Regions from separate parts of the Mus musculus genome. Here region 2 is linked to region 1. Evidence: chromatin contacts called from public capture Hi-C data. All regions are on one chromosome and are shown on one strand. Each heading gives the region's core, a stretch centred on a gene start, on an enhancer-like site or on the middle of the called end of the contact. The rest is flanking DNA. Distances are from core to core; before and after follow the strand shown.

Region 1 (6,455 bases), core at 2,358-4,857:
TATATTCTTTAAATCTTTGGATTTTTCTTTTTTCTTTTAGCAACTCCAAACCTTATTGTTGGAAAATATTAGCAATCTTAGAAAGAAAGAAATCATTAACTATCATTTTTCTTCTTGGTACCAGGCTTCTCCGTTCCGAACCTCTATTTGGATATCACATATAACTACCACCTTTAGGGAGTAGTATACCTGAATCAAATTTAGGTGTTGATGGCTTCCATGAGGGAGACTGCTATTTTGCCCCTAATATTATATAACCATCTATCTGAGCCGTGTTTTAGAGTATCCCTTTCTTTTTTGTGACCCAGTATTTTTTTGTCTGTTGAGCAATTCATGTCTCCTTCCTTAATATCTTTATGATGAAGCTAACTCATTAATGAAGCTTCCGCTGTTCTTTCAGGTCTGTGAACCCACTAATACAATTCCTATTGCATCATCATATTTTGCAGAGTTGAGGAGTCCTGTAAATAACAGCTCTAACACTTATTTATGTATTCTTGAGCTCATGTTTTCAGAGTTCTTTCCCATAGCTGTAAGGGCTGTCCTGAAGTTCACAGCATCACCATTTTGCTATGGATCACCAGACACATTCTTGCTTCCCAGAGTCATACTGTTTCTGATATTCATGGAGTCATTGATGTTGCCAGGGAGAACATTCCCCAAAGGAGGAACATGAAATAAAATATGTACATTATCATGCAAACAAGCTTAATCCTATAGCAACCACCAGCACTTGAGAAGATCTGCATTAGTCTGGTGTATGGATCTGCATGCTCTCTTTCAGTACTGTTTTATTATAAGTGCCTTTAAGGATTGATTTTGACATATAGCTAAGCCTCCACCAGTGTTTCAATGGTTCCTAGAAAGTCCTTGAAGCCGACCCTGAGCTTGGAATTCAGTAAGAATGTTACCTATTCTGTAACACTCAAATTTACTTCTAGTAGAGACAGTGAAAATAATTAGGCATTACAATTTACTTGAATAGAGCTAGAAATCTCAGGGCTAGTCTACATAGTAATTACTTAGGACAATAGCCGAGTCACACCCAAACACAGGAATACACAATGGGCTAAGAAATAGGTGGGTTATAGTATTATTTATGAAAGGATTAGTAGAACAGAATTTCTATGGTGCAGGATTTTTCACTAGGCCCCAGAGGAATTAGCATAATCAGGTATTTACTAAAGAACCCCTGGTGGTGGGTTTAACAATAGACTAGCATTGTATCAGAGCATTCACCTGGTTCCTGTGTTTAGCCGATCTTAATTAGGGTTGTTCCTATTCTCAGTTGTGAACAAGGCCTGGCTCCTGTCATCTTTTTATGTATGCATTTTCTTTATTTGCTGTAAGAACCAGTGTACCTTGTATTCGACAAGCCTTCTTCTTTTTCTTCTATATTAAAAGTCTGGTGTTTGCTTGGAGAACAGACATCCAGATACAGCACTCCCTTGTGTCTGTGTCCGTTTGTCACTTTTTTTTTGTCACCAACTGCATGTGCGCCTGTAACGGTAACCCCAAAAATTTTTTTCCGCGGATTGAGGGAGGCCAACTAGGACTGGTCCGTGGCACTGAATACTATCCAATGCAATTCAGCATCTTCTTTGGAATAATCTCCTTTCTCCTAGTACATGATTCTAATCCTGTGCCTAACAATCACAAGTTTGACATGTCACCACTGGCCTTACTATTACACATAGGTCCAGTATTTTAGCATGTCTGAGTATTAGTGTTCTTTTAGACCAATTATTTAATTATTTCTCACAACAATGACATCAGTCCCCATGTCTCTCTCTACTTTAAAGAGTTGATAGTGATTTTATACTTCATAGTGCCTTGTAAAACTTGTAATTCTGAAGAAGTATACAACTTGTTCTTTAATCTGTAAATATAATTGATTATTAATTTCTGAAATTTAATAGAAAATGTGCTTTCATAAATATTAGGTAAGTTATGCAATTAATATATTTTATTTGTTGACAAAATTTGTTGAAAATTTCTCTGAGAAGAATAATGAAAATTAACACCAGAGCTGGATATTGTCAATACAAGAAACACAGAGATAACTTCAAATGACATTATTTATGGAGTACTTAAACATGTCCTGCACTATGATAAATTTTTCATACCTGTTTTAATTTTTAAATTTTGAAGTGTTTTATATTAAACATTGAAGTGTTTTATATAGCAGTCTCAACCTGCTCAAGGTTAGTGCAGGACAAAAGAGCAAGTTCATCAAGTGTGGAAGTCCTAAATCAATATATGCTAGTCACAGAATCTATGCTAGTCACTCAAAAGTTGATGTTTCAGTAGATCTGTGATTTTGTATCTGTTTTTATTTTGATCAATGAGAAAATAGGCTTTGTGTGTGTGTGTGTGTGTGTGTGTGTGTGTGTGTGTGTGTGTGTGTGTGTGTGTTTATGTTCCACTTGGGATTGAATGTAGAGCCTTACCTATCCTGGGCTATCAGAGTCACTTAAATCCTCACACCAACTTTCTGCTTTTCTAATGAACTTCCAAGTGTTCCAAAAATTTTGGTGCCAAAACCATGCTTTAGATTTTCTTAAGTGGGAATTTGAGTGGGTGAGTATTTAAGTAGGTTGTTGTATTTGTGAGATGAGCTGAATAGTGTGCCTTGTGAGGAGTGGGTGTGGCAGCAGTCCCAAGATGGCACCCAGGACTGTTGCTAAGTCTTATAATTTGCACCTGACATCCTCATACACCTGAAAATAAGCCACAACCATCATGAGAATTCCACAGGTGAACCATGATGCTGGTGGTGTAAACAAGTCCATATTTGGTGAAGACACGCCCCTGCCACCCTGAATGGCTGAAGCTGCGTGCCTGGTGAGGTGACATGGCCTGATGTGAGTGGGTGGGGGCTGAGAGTATATAAGAGTGAGATGCCTGGGGTTCTGGAGAGAGAGAGAGAAAAGAGAGAGAGAGATGAAGAGAGAGAGATGAAGGGAAAGAGATGAATAGGGAGAGAGATGAAGGCTGAAGCTTGCTGAATAAACTGCTGTTAGAAGAACTGGTAGTCATGTCCTTGCTGGTCGAGGGCGGTTGCCACAGTACCTTAGTTGGGTTTTTGCCCATAGCAAAATGTCTGAGATCCTGCTATCTATGATGTGCTGGAAGTACAGGACTTCATCACCATGCACATGTGGAGTACCACAAATGGTTCACTGTTGTTCTTAAAATAATATTAACAAAGGAGAAAAATGCGCTAATGATTCAAGAGAAAATCAGTTTTATTCTTTTTTAGTAGAATTAATATTTTCTTGAAATATACTTAATTTTTTCTTTGTTTTTTGTTTTCCTTTTAACTACCTTATCTTTTTACAGACATTGCAAGATTGTACACATTCCCAGGATGGCTTTGAAAACTGAATACTGACTGAGATCTGCATAGTCTGAGTTTCCTTTATGAAAATATTATCATCTTTCCTGGTTCCCTTCCCACTTCAACAATCACTAATTGGTGGACAGGCATGAATGGCTCATATAACTTTTGTGACACAGAGGAAAAAACACTCAGAACAAAATCATTTTTGTAATCTCCCCCAGGCTGAAACAGGCTGGTTCAGACTCCATTACCACTGAGAATTAGACTGCCTGGGGTGGAGCCTTCCTGCCTAGATGGCTCTATTGTTCTGCCACCTACCACTGCTCCTCCTTGGTAGCACAAGACACTGCTACCTGCTGAGAGGCCGCTGAGATATTCAGGAGGAATTCCTGCAAGTCACCTACAGGCTGGCTCCAGACACCAAGAATGGACTGGCGGGGGATGGGCCTTCTCCTTTATAAGCACACTCTCTAAGTAAACTGGCAGGTCTTGAACAGAATCATGTCTTGGTCTCCATTAATTTCTCTCTCAGTCTAGTCAATTTCAGCCCCAGCCTACCTCCCAGGTATACCTGGTTCAAGTAGGCCATGGGCCGGCTTACAACACATTTTTATCAGAGATCACTAAATTTGAGTGATACTATTTGAGTGATATCTGTAAGACATTTCTTCCTTCCACATCTCCTATTCTAAGAAATCAAGTCTGTAGCTATAAAATAAAATAAAATAAAATAATATAAAATAAAATAATATAAAAATATAAAATAATATATAATAAAATAGGAAATAATATAAAATAAAAAAAGGAGATCTGAATGGAGAACTTTGTGTATGAGGAACAAAAGGAATTGTAAAAAACAGGTAATTTTCTCAGATAACCTTGCTCAAGAAACCAGTGAATTACATTATTGGCTTGATTGCAATGTATTTGGTAGGTTCCATCATACACACTGAAAGTCTCCTAAGAACCTATATCTGGCCATGAGTTTTTCATTTAACAACCTCTTATTATACTATTTTGAAATTTTTTATTGTAATTTATTTACAATGTGTTACTCCATTACCTTTTCCTTTCCAAACCTCTCATACTCCCTTCTCTTACTCTATTATACCCAGGGCCTCTTACATGCAAATATGTATTTGTATACCCATATATATTCATAAGTAATCTGTTGAGTCCATAGATTTACTTGTATGTTTTTTGTTTTGTTTTGTTTTGTTTGGGGGGGGGGGGTTGTTCGAGACAGGGTTTCTCTGTGTAGTCCTGGCTGTCCTGGAACTCACTCTGTAGACCAGGGTGGCCTCAAACTCAGAAATTTGCCTGCCTTTTCTTACCAAGTTCTGGGATTAAAAGTGTGCCCCACCACACCTGGCCGTATGTGTGTTTTTAATACTAATGTTTTGATACTGGACAACCAGGTGGTATACTTTTCCCTGGGGAAAACTATCACTACTTCTCTCAGTTTTACTCCATTTTCTATAGTTCTACATATAAGCATCGGGCCTTAATGTCCTTTCCCCATTCAGTTTGATGTCATCCCTGTTCTTCTAATATTTGGGAAGTCATGTTGGTGAAACTTTACAGATGCAGCTTCTGATGTTACTAGAAGACATAATTTCACAACCAACTCCGTGATTCTTGGCATTTACAGTCTTTCTGCAACTTCTTCCACAATGTTTCCTGAGTCTTAGGTGTAGTAGTATTTTTTAGAAATGTTGGTTGGAACTTGGCTCTAACTAATCATTTTGATTAGTTGTGGTTTTCTCTAATGGTCTCCATGTTTGGATAGAGAATTTTCCTTGATAAAGGGCATTTGCACTTTTGTACACTTACCTGTAGGTATAAGGACTAATGTTTATAGATTATTCTTAGGGGTTAAGGTGGTTTAGTATATTATTACTTATAGATTCTCCTACAATAAGCATTATTTAACTAGCACCACATAGGTTTCCAGTACATGGCACGGTACGCCTTTTGAGTGGGTCACAACTCCTGTTAAAGAGCTATAAATTCTGCTGAAATATATTTGTCACTACTCCATCTGTAGTGTTATTATTCAGTGTTGAAGTTTGATAGGGTTCACAGACTTCAGAGCTGGGTAGGACTATGGGCTACCTACCTTCTTTGAAGCTTGAATAATGGCTTCTAGAGTTTTCAAATGAGAAGGCATTTAGCTCATTTCCATCTCAATGGCCTCTTGGTCATTCATCTAGAGTGCATGGTGTTTTCAGAAATAGGAACTTACCTTCAACATCTGAATGATAACCATTGGCAAGTGCCATAAGATATATATATATATATATATATATATATATTGGACGTCTCTTAGCCAATATTGGCCAAAATCTCAAAAAGAGGCTTCTCGTGTGTGGTACTCATTTTGTTTGTTTGTTTGTCCGTATTGCGTTTAGGTGGTCCCTAGTTCTTTGAGAGAGCACTGGCATTCCAGTTGAGAAAAGTTCTTGAAAATTATATAACTTTAATTATATACTGAATTACAATTATTATATTATTTCACATCCCTCCCTTCTCCTCCTAAACATATTTCCCTCTTGCTTCCCCAAAGATACCCCCTTTACAAATTCTATCACTTCTTTCCTATTCCTTCCCTTTACCACCACCCAATTATTCTGTATTTCTCCCCCTTACCCCGAGAAGTCTCTCTTTTCTTTTTCCTTGATCATACCCCTTATATCCTGCTATTCCCCCTCTCTATTGCCAGCAATATTTAGGTTGTTCCTATTATCTATCTACAGTAACTACAGTAGGAACTAAAATGGTTAATCAAGTATTTTTGAAGTAGAATGTTGTTGAATCTCTTGAGTATATATGGCATGGAGTATTATAATTGGGTTATATGATAAATGTATTTTTAGTTTTCTTTTGAGAATTCTCCACACTGTGATGACTACAGCCGCTCATATTCCCACCCACAATGAATGAGAGTCTTCCTTTCCCCTGCATTCCTTTCACACTTATTGTTTGTTGTTCCATATATCTTTTTATGCTTATTGGATAAGATGAAATCTCAAAGTTGTTTTGATTTGGACATACAAATTGCTAGTTATAATGAACTTTTTTCTTTTAGGAGTTTCTTAACTATGTTTTCCTT
Region 2 (6,455 bases), core at 1,746-4,245, 830 kb after region 1:
GTACAATAAGAAGAGAATGTGAAGTTAAGAAGAAGCAATCTGCAGGCTAACAAGGCACCATTAGAAAGAACCTCTTGATCAAGCTCCAGAATCAAAAGAAATGAAAGCAGCCCATGAAGCTTTATTAGGTAAACTTTATTAAGTAGCTGCTTATAAAATTTTCTTAACATACCTATTTTGGACTTTTTTTTTTTTTTAAGGTCAAACAGCCTGTTTTAGAGTTTTTCTTTTAGGATAAGTAGCAAGAAGCATAAGAGATTCATAAGAACTTATAAAGAGCTTCTTCAGTGCTGTAAGTCTACATCTTCAATGATTTCATTGTGTGCTTTTGTTAGGTCTCCTTCACTCCCTCAGTACTTTACAAAAACTCAGTATTTCATAAGTAAAATCATCTTATTTCTATACTCCCATATTAAGACATCAAAGTATAGATGCATAACATTCTGCTAGCCAAGAGGCCATTAAGTTTCAGGGAACATGTACTACTGGCTGTATAAGAATATCTGAACTCCAGCTTTAATCAAAGTGTATGGTGCCTGAAATTTCCATTTTGATTTTGTTTTAGTGACAAGGCTGCTGCTTAGGAGCTTCCACAGTGCAATACACATTTCCTGGACCTTGTACAACAGAAAATAGCAGTAAATCATTTTAAACTGTCCTCTCCAAATAATAAGGATTTTTAAAAAACAGCTTTAGACGATAAAAGACAATTAAAGACATGGTGGCTAAAGAAAACAACTACCTCTTCTTTATTTCCCCAGAAACATACCTTTATTTGATCTAATTTATAATTTAAAAAAATATTCTACCACTTTCTCACCTAGCTTATTCCTTCATCTTCTTTTCCCCACAGAGACCTTTTTTTGCTTCATGCATAAGACTTTTTGATTTAAGAGCCATTAATTATTTCTCAGAACACTCAAATAATTGATAGAATACTAAACAGGGACACAGTTTTTGACAAATATGTAGCTTATAAGAGCCTGAACATTTAAGCATGAATCAATATGTAGATATTTGTTTATCTAAGAGCTCTTGTTAATGATACACAAAAAATTCAATCTTGGGAGGTTGGGAGAAAGAGATTTCCATTTAAATTAAGCACCGTTCCTTGTAATATTTTTAGTGAAGGATAAAATACACTCCAAGGTGAAAGCCACAAGAAAGAAGAAAATACAAAACGAGTAGAACAAGGAGTTACAAACTAGGCACAACCAAGGTACTGTACATGGTGTGGAATTGTTACAGCAGGCAATTTTTAAATCTTTTTAAAAATTTTTTTTAATTTATATGAGTACACTGTAACTGATTTCAGACAAACCAGAAGAGAACATCAGATCCTGTGATTGTGAGCCACCATGTGGTTGCTGGGATTTGAACTCAGGACTTTCAGAAGAGTAATCAGTGCTCTTAACTGCAAAGCCATCTCTCCAGTCCCATTAAAATATTTTTTATGTTTCAATGTCACCAATAAATACCAGTAAGATTTAGAGCAGAGTGACATGTGTTTCCTGCAAGGAAACATAACACTGAAAACTGTAAATATTCAATCCCTAGGCAAATATCTGTTCAAAAAATAGGACTGAAGTGAGAAAGACACATTTACTAAATCCTGACTCTATCGCAGGCTAAACCTGAGGTCAGCCTGACCCTCAGACACTTATGGTACTTATTGCTATTTTAAAACTTTCTTGCTATTTTGCAAGGCAGAATATCTTGATATCCTGCCAGGCCAGCAAACAATTACCCCAACAACACCAATGGGAAACACTGACTGTGGGTTTTGTCATCATAAAACCCCTGCTTACTCAGCTAGAGGTACCTCTGGACCTGTATCACAGGATAAGAGTACAAAACACATATCGATTAAAAACTTCAATTTCACTAAGAGCTCATCCTGGCCTCCTTGTCTTGGGTAAGAGTACCCAATTTACAACAAGATCACATCTATTAATGTAATGTTAATATAAATAATCCTGTGTGTCATCATCAAAGCAACGGGAGAGGTTGGATTTCATTTTGCAGCACCTGTGAACTAGATAGCATTGTTTTCTACTCTGTTAGGAACATGCTGCAATCTAGTAGGTCTCTTTCTCTCTCTCTCTCTCTCTCTCTCTCTCTCTCTCTCTCTCTCTCTCTCTCTCTCTCTCTCTCCACACAAACACACACACACACATTTTCTCACATTCTCTCTCATTTTCTGTCTCTCTCTTTGTGTGTGTCTCTCTCACACACATAAATACACACACACAATCAAAAGGAAAAGTAATAAAAATAAATGTATTAACACAACATGTGGGACTGGGAAAGGCAGCCTGTTTTCTGGTCGAGCTAGGTTGAAATCTCCCAGACCCAGCAGGTGTTCCTGCAAGGGATAGGAGACCCTTTTGCCATGTTCCCAGACACTAGGCTCCTGATAGGAGGCCCCAGCTCCATAATTCTAAGGGCATCAGTAGGGCCACACCCCAAGTCCCTGGTATTCTCTCTGGATTCCACCCCTACAGTTACCTGGCAACAGCCAGGTATGCTCTTCCCCATGGTTACCTGGCAATAGCCAGATAGGCCTGACCTACTATAAAGGAGCTGCTTGCCCCCTCCTCCCTCTCTTACTCTTACTCCTGCTTCCCATTTGCTTCTCTCTTGCCTCTTGTTCCCCCTGTCTCTACATTCCCTTCCCCACTTTCTCCACATGGCCATGGCCAGCCCCTAATTCTCTACTCTCTACCTCTTTCTGCTTTTCTCTGCCTCTACTCCATGACAATGAATGCCTTAAAACCACGTACTGTCTCTTCTCATCGGGATCCAAATGCTGGAGCAATGTAGCAGGTCTTTCTCTAAAGAACTGCACGTCTAATCTCATGCAGGAGGCCTCTTTGAGTTCCCAGCTATGGCCACCACCAAGCCTAGGATTTTCATCCCCTTGAGAATCAGCCTGAACTCTCTCCTCCAGCCCTTTTCCCTTTGGCCCTGGGCCAGAACCTGCCCGCAGACCCACACTCTTTTCTTGGCTCTTCCGTGGCATCCAGTGGAGTCTGCGGTGCCCAAGAGTGGGAACCTGCTGTCCTGGCCTCCGGTCCCCGTATGGCCAGGACCCCTGAGACAACTCCAGCAGTCCACAGGGACCCCAGCGCTTTCCCACCTACTGAGCGGGGTCCTGCGGCTTCTCACAGCCTGAGTCCCACCAGGTGGCATGGGCTGCATAGAGTCAAACTTCCTGAATCCTGCCTCGCCCAGGGGCCAGAGCAACAAGTTCTTAGAAACACTTGTGACCTCAGCACTAACACTTAGGACCTATGAGATTGATAATTTCATTTTGCCAAAGTTTGCAACTTAAAATGAGAAAATCAAATGTATAGTCTTAGATTCACATATGGATTTCAGGCATGGGATAAACTAGCAACTTTATATAGGAAGAGATAGCTAAACAAAAGGAATCATAGCCAAGATCAGCTCACAAAACAAGGAACACTATAGCCAATAGCCTATAGAAATATCCTGTAGCTTGTCTTGAAGCTTGCTTGTTAAAATCACCATTTTCCCCTGAAAGGGTGTACACCAAAGAGGTAAGCCCAGCTGCTTTGGACTTCCCCAAGGCTTCTGGATATCCTCTTCCTCATATCTGTAATAAAAACCTCCCCAGGCATGGATTGCTTTGTTTTGTGGCATCTCTGAACCCTTAGTTACACAAACTACTTTTTAAAAAGAATGCTTAAGGAAACCCCCAAACAACAAAAACATGAAAACTAGGAAAAAAAGAAAATGTCCATGACCCCACAGCTTCAGAAACGAATAAGCATTTCAACCTCAACAAGCAAGAAAATCAAACTCTCTCATTGAGAGCTGAAGTGACTGCCCTTTTTGTTTCTGCTTGCTAGAAACATGGTCTTTCTCAGATCCTGGGACAAATGGCTAAGGTGCCTATTTAACATATCAAGCAGACCTCAGTTACCTGTTAGGGTCCTCCTGGCTCAGGTTCCCTACACTAAACCCTCCAGCTCAGGGAGCTGGTTTGTCCTCCCCTATGTAATCCAGCGACTTGTTTTGATTTTTTTTTTTTTTTTTGTAAGGTTACCTTCTTGCCAGCAGCACTGGGTTCACCTCTCTTTCCTCTCCCTTCCACCTCCAGTTCTCACAGGGCCATGAACACTCTGGACCTTCACCAGATGTGTCTGCCTCTGGCTATACTCTTCCTTTTATCTACAGTAAACTTTCACCTCCACCATACTTAGAAGCAGTCATGTTCTTTTGGGTTTTTTTCTTTCTTTCTTTCTTTCTTTCTTTCTTTCTTTCTTTCTTTCTTTCTTTCTTTCTTTCTTTTTTTGTAGTTGTTCAGTGGTTATGCACAAATGTGTGATTAATAATCTCAGGTTGGAAATCAAAGTTAGCAATCACAAGCTGTTACTTTAACTTTAAAAATATTCCTTGGTTATTTAACTCAATTAGATGCTCCTCACTCAGCAAAATCACAGACTTGCTTCCTAGAGTTTTCATGGTTTTGGTGCATTTGGAGTCTCCAAGGAGCATAAGTTTGAGAGGAGTCTAGTTTTGGAAGGTGTTATGTATGCTATCAGAGTAGAAAATTAACCATCAATTATGCATATTGAATGTAATGGGGATAGTCAACCATTTTATGATTGTATTTAAGGCCTATTACACAATATGTAATTCCTGCCTGGCATTGTTATTGTAGCCATAAATGCCTGTCTAGGTAGGTCATGTACCATAGGGGACAAACTATTGCTATTATTATAATATTGGAACACAGTATTACACTTACACATAGATTTGTGTTTAATGAGTACATCCCTCAATTATCAAATCATATGTTCTTGCAATAAATTTTGATTAACACAAATGCACACAAGTTAACATGAAGAAAATTAAAGACAGTGTGTTAGCATTTCCTCTAGGCTCCATCCAACAGCTACCTACCAACAGCCATGTATGAACTTGGCTTGCTATAAAAAAAAGACTGTTTGACCCCTCTCTCTCTCTCTCTCCTTCCCTGCTACTCTTCATGTGTTCCTGGCCAGCCTCCTTCCTTTTTTCTCACTCCTCTCTCTTTCTGACCTTTTCCTCCCTCTTTCTTACTCTGCTTCTACTCCCTTCCCCACTTCATTTATTCTAGGATGGTACCTGGGGTGAGGAGGGGGATGCCTCAGAATTGGCCTGCTAAGGCACCACCACTTGCTGCATCATGCCACTGCATTACAAAACATAACCCTGTAGACTGCTCAGCCCTAAAAGAGGATCTGTATCTACACTCCCTAAGTCTCAGGGTTATCACAGACACAGGGACAAAATTATGTCAAGTATCAGAAGCATGGATAGCTACAGGGAAATAGTGTTTTCCTGACTAAACAGCATAGTTGCACATCTCAATTCACAGTGTTTCTGACATCTTGCACAAGGTCTGCACAATATCAAGACAGACAAAAATCATAGTTTGGAGGAGGACTCTGACAGTACCAATGCTAGCTTAGGGCCTTCTGGAAACTGATTGCTCCTGAAAGAGGAAGAGTTATCATTTTTTCAGAATGCAGGCCCTGAAGCCGGGCAGTGTTGGCACATGCCTTTAATCCCAGCACTTGGGAGGCAGAGGCAGGCAGATTTCTGAGTTTGAGGCCAGCCTGGTCTACAAAGTGAGTTCGAGGACAGCCAGGGCTATCCAGAGAAACCCTGTCTCGAAAAACAAAAAACAAACAAACAAACAAAAAGAATGCAGGCCTTGAGAGGCTACACATAATCCAATAGATGCTCTTTCACCAGTGCAAATATAGCCATCACTAGATCACCTAAGTGAGTTATAAAATTTAGGAGGGAATAGTGGTGAAGGAGATAGAATATCAAAAGATTTGAACAAAACACAATATATTAACATGAAGTTATCAATAAAAATCAATAAAAATGAACTGTTCACAGTGGGGAAAGGAAACAAAAAATATTAAACTGGATATAAATAAAACAAAACAAAATAAAGAAAAATACATTACTTGGAAATTTGTGGGCTCCAGTGGAATTTTTTTTCTTTTTCTTTCTTTCTTTTTTCTTTCTTTCTTTTTTTTTGTTTTTGTTTTTTGTTTTGTTTGTTTGTTTGTTTGTTTGTTTTTCAAGGCAGGGTTTCTCTGTGTAGCCCTGGATGTCCTGAAACTTGCTCTGTAAACCAGACTGGCCTCTAACTCAGAAATCTACCTTCCTCTCTCTCCCAAGTGCTGGGATTAAAGTCATGCCACCATTGCCTGGCTTTCCAATGGAAATCTTGAGGATAAAATTTCACAGCTATTTTTAGTAATCTTTGGGCTTGGAATAAGTCTGAGAATAAAAATGAGTTCTAAAAAGTAAATGGTGGCATCAAGCACAAAGATTTTGGGTGGGTCATGTTATTTGCTTTTTATCTGCTATTTTATTTGACAAGTTTTGTACACATTTTTAACATGACCCCTGCCACATGGATT

The links. Capture Hi-C pulls out chosen DNA fragments and counts their contacts.
Region 2: a contact with region 1 is called in a capture Hi-C map of embryonic stem cells, with 7 times the contacts expected there. The contact joins two enhancer-like sites. A contact is called at or near these places in 1 of 115 datasets of contacts at active chromatin or transcription factors (embryonic stem cells) and 1 of 9 other capture datasets (embryonic stem cells).

The regions. Positions count from the first base shown.
Region 1 is chr1:8,093,529-8,099,983 of GRCm38.p6, forward strand. No RefSeq gene overlaps it. Among named protein-coding and RNA genes, the nearest start is that of Gm39589, 26 kb to the right of the region's middle. Within about 2 kb of position 3,608, at least 8 of the 459 cell types and tissues checked have an H3K27ac peak or open chromatin away from gene starts, as enhancers often do. A contact at or near this core is called in embryonic stem cells, where this site is marked.
Region 2 is chr1:8,922,651-8,929,105 of GRCm38.p6, forward strand. All of the region lies in intron 3 of Sntg1 (syntrophin, gamma 1), which reads right to left. Among named protein-coding and RNA genes, the nearest start is that of Sntg1, 370 kb to the right of the region's middle. Within about 2 kb of position 2,996, at least 12 of the 459 cell types and tissues checked have an H3K27ac peak or open chromatin away from gene starts, as enhancers often do. A contact at or near this core is called in embryonic stem cells, where this site is marked.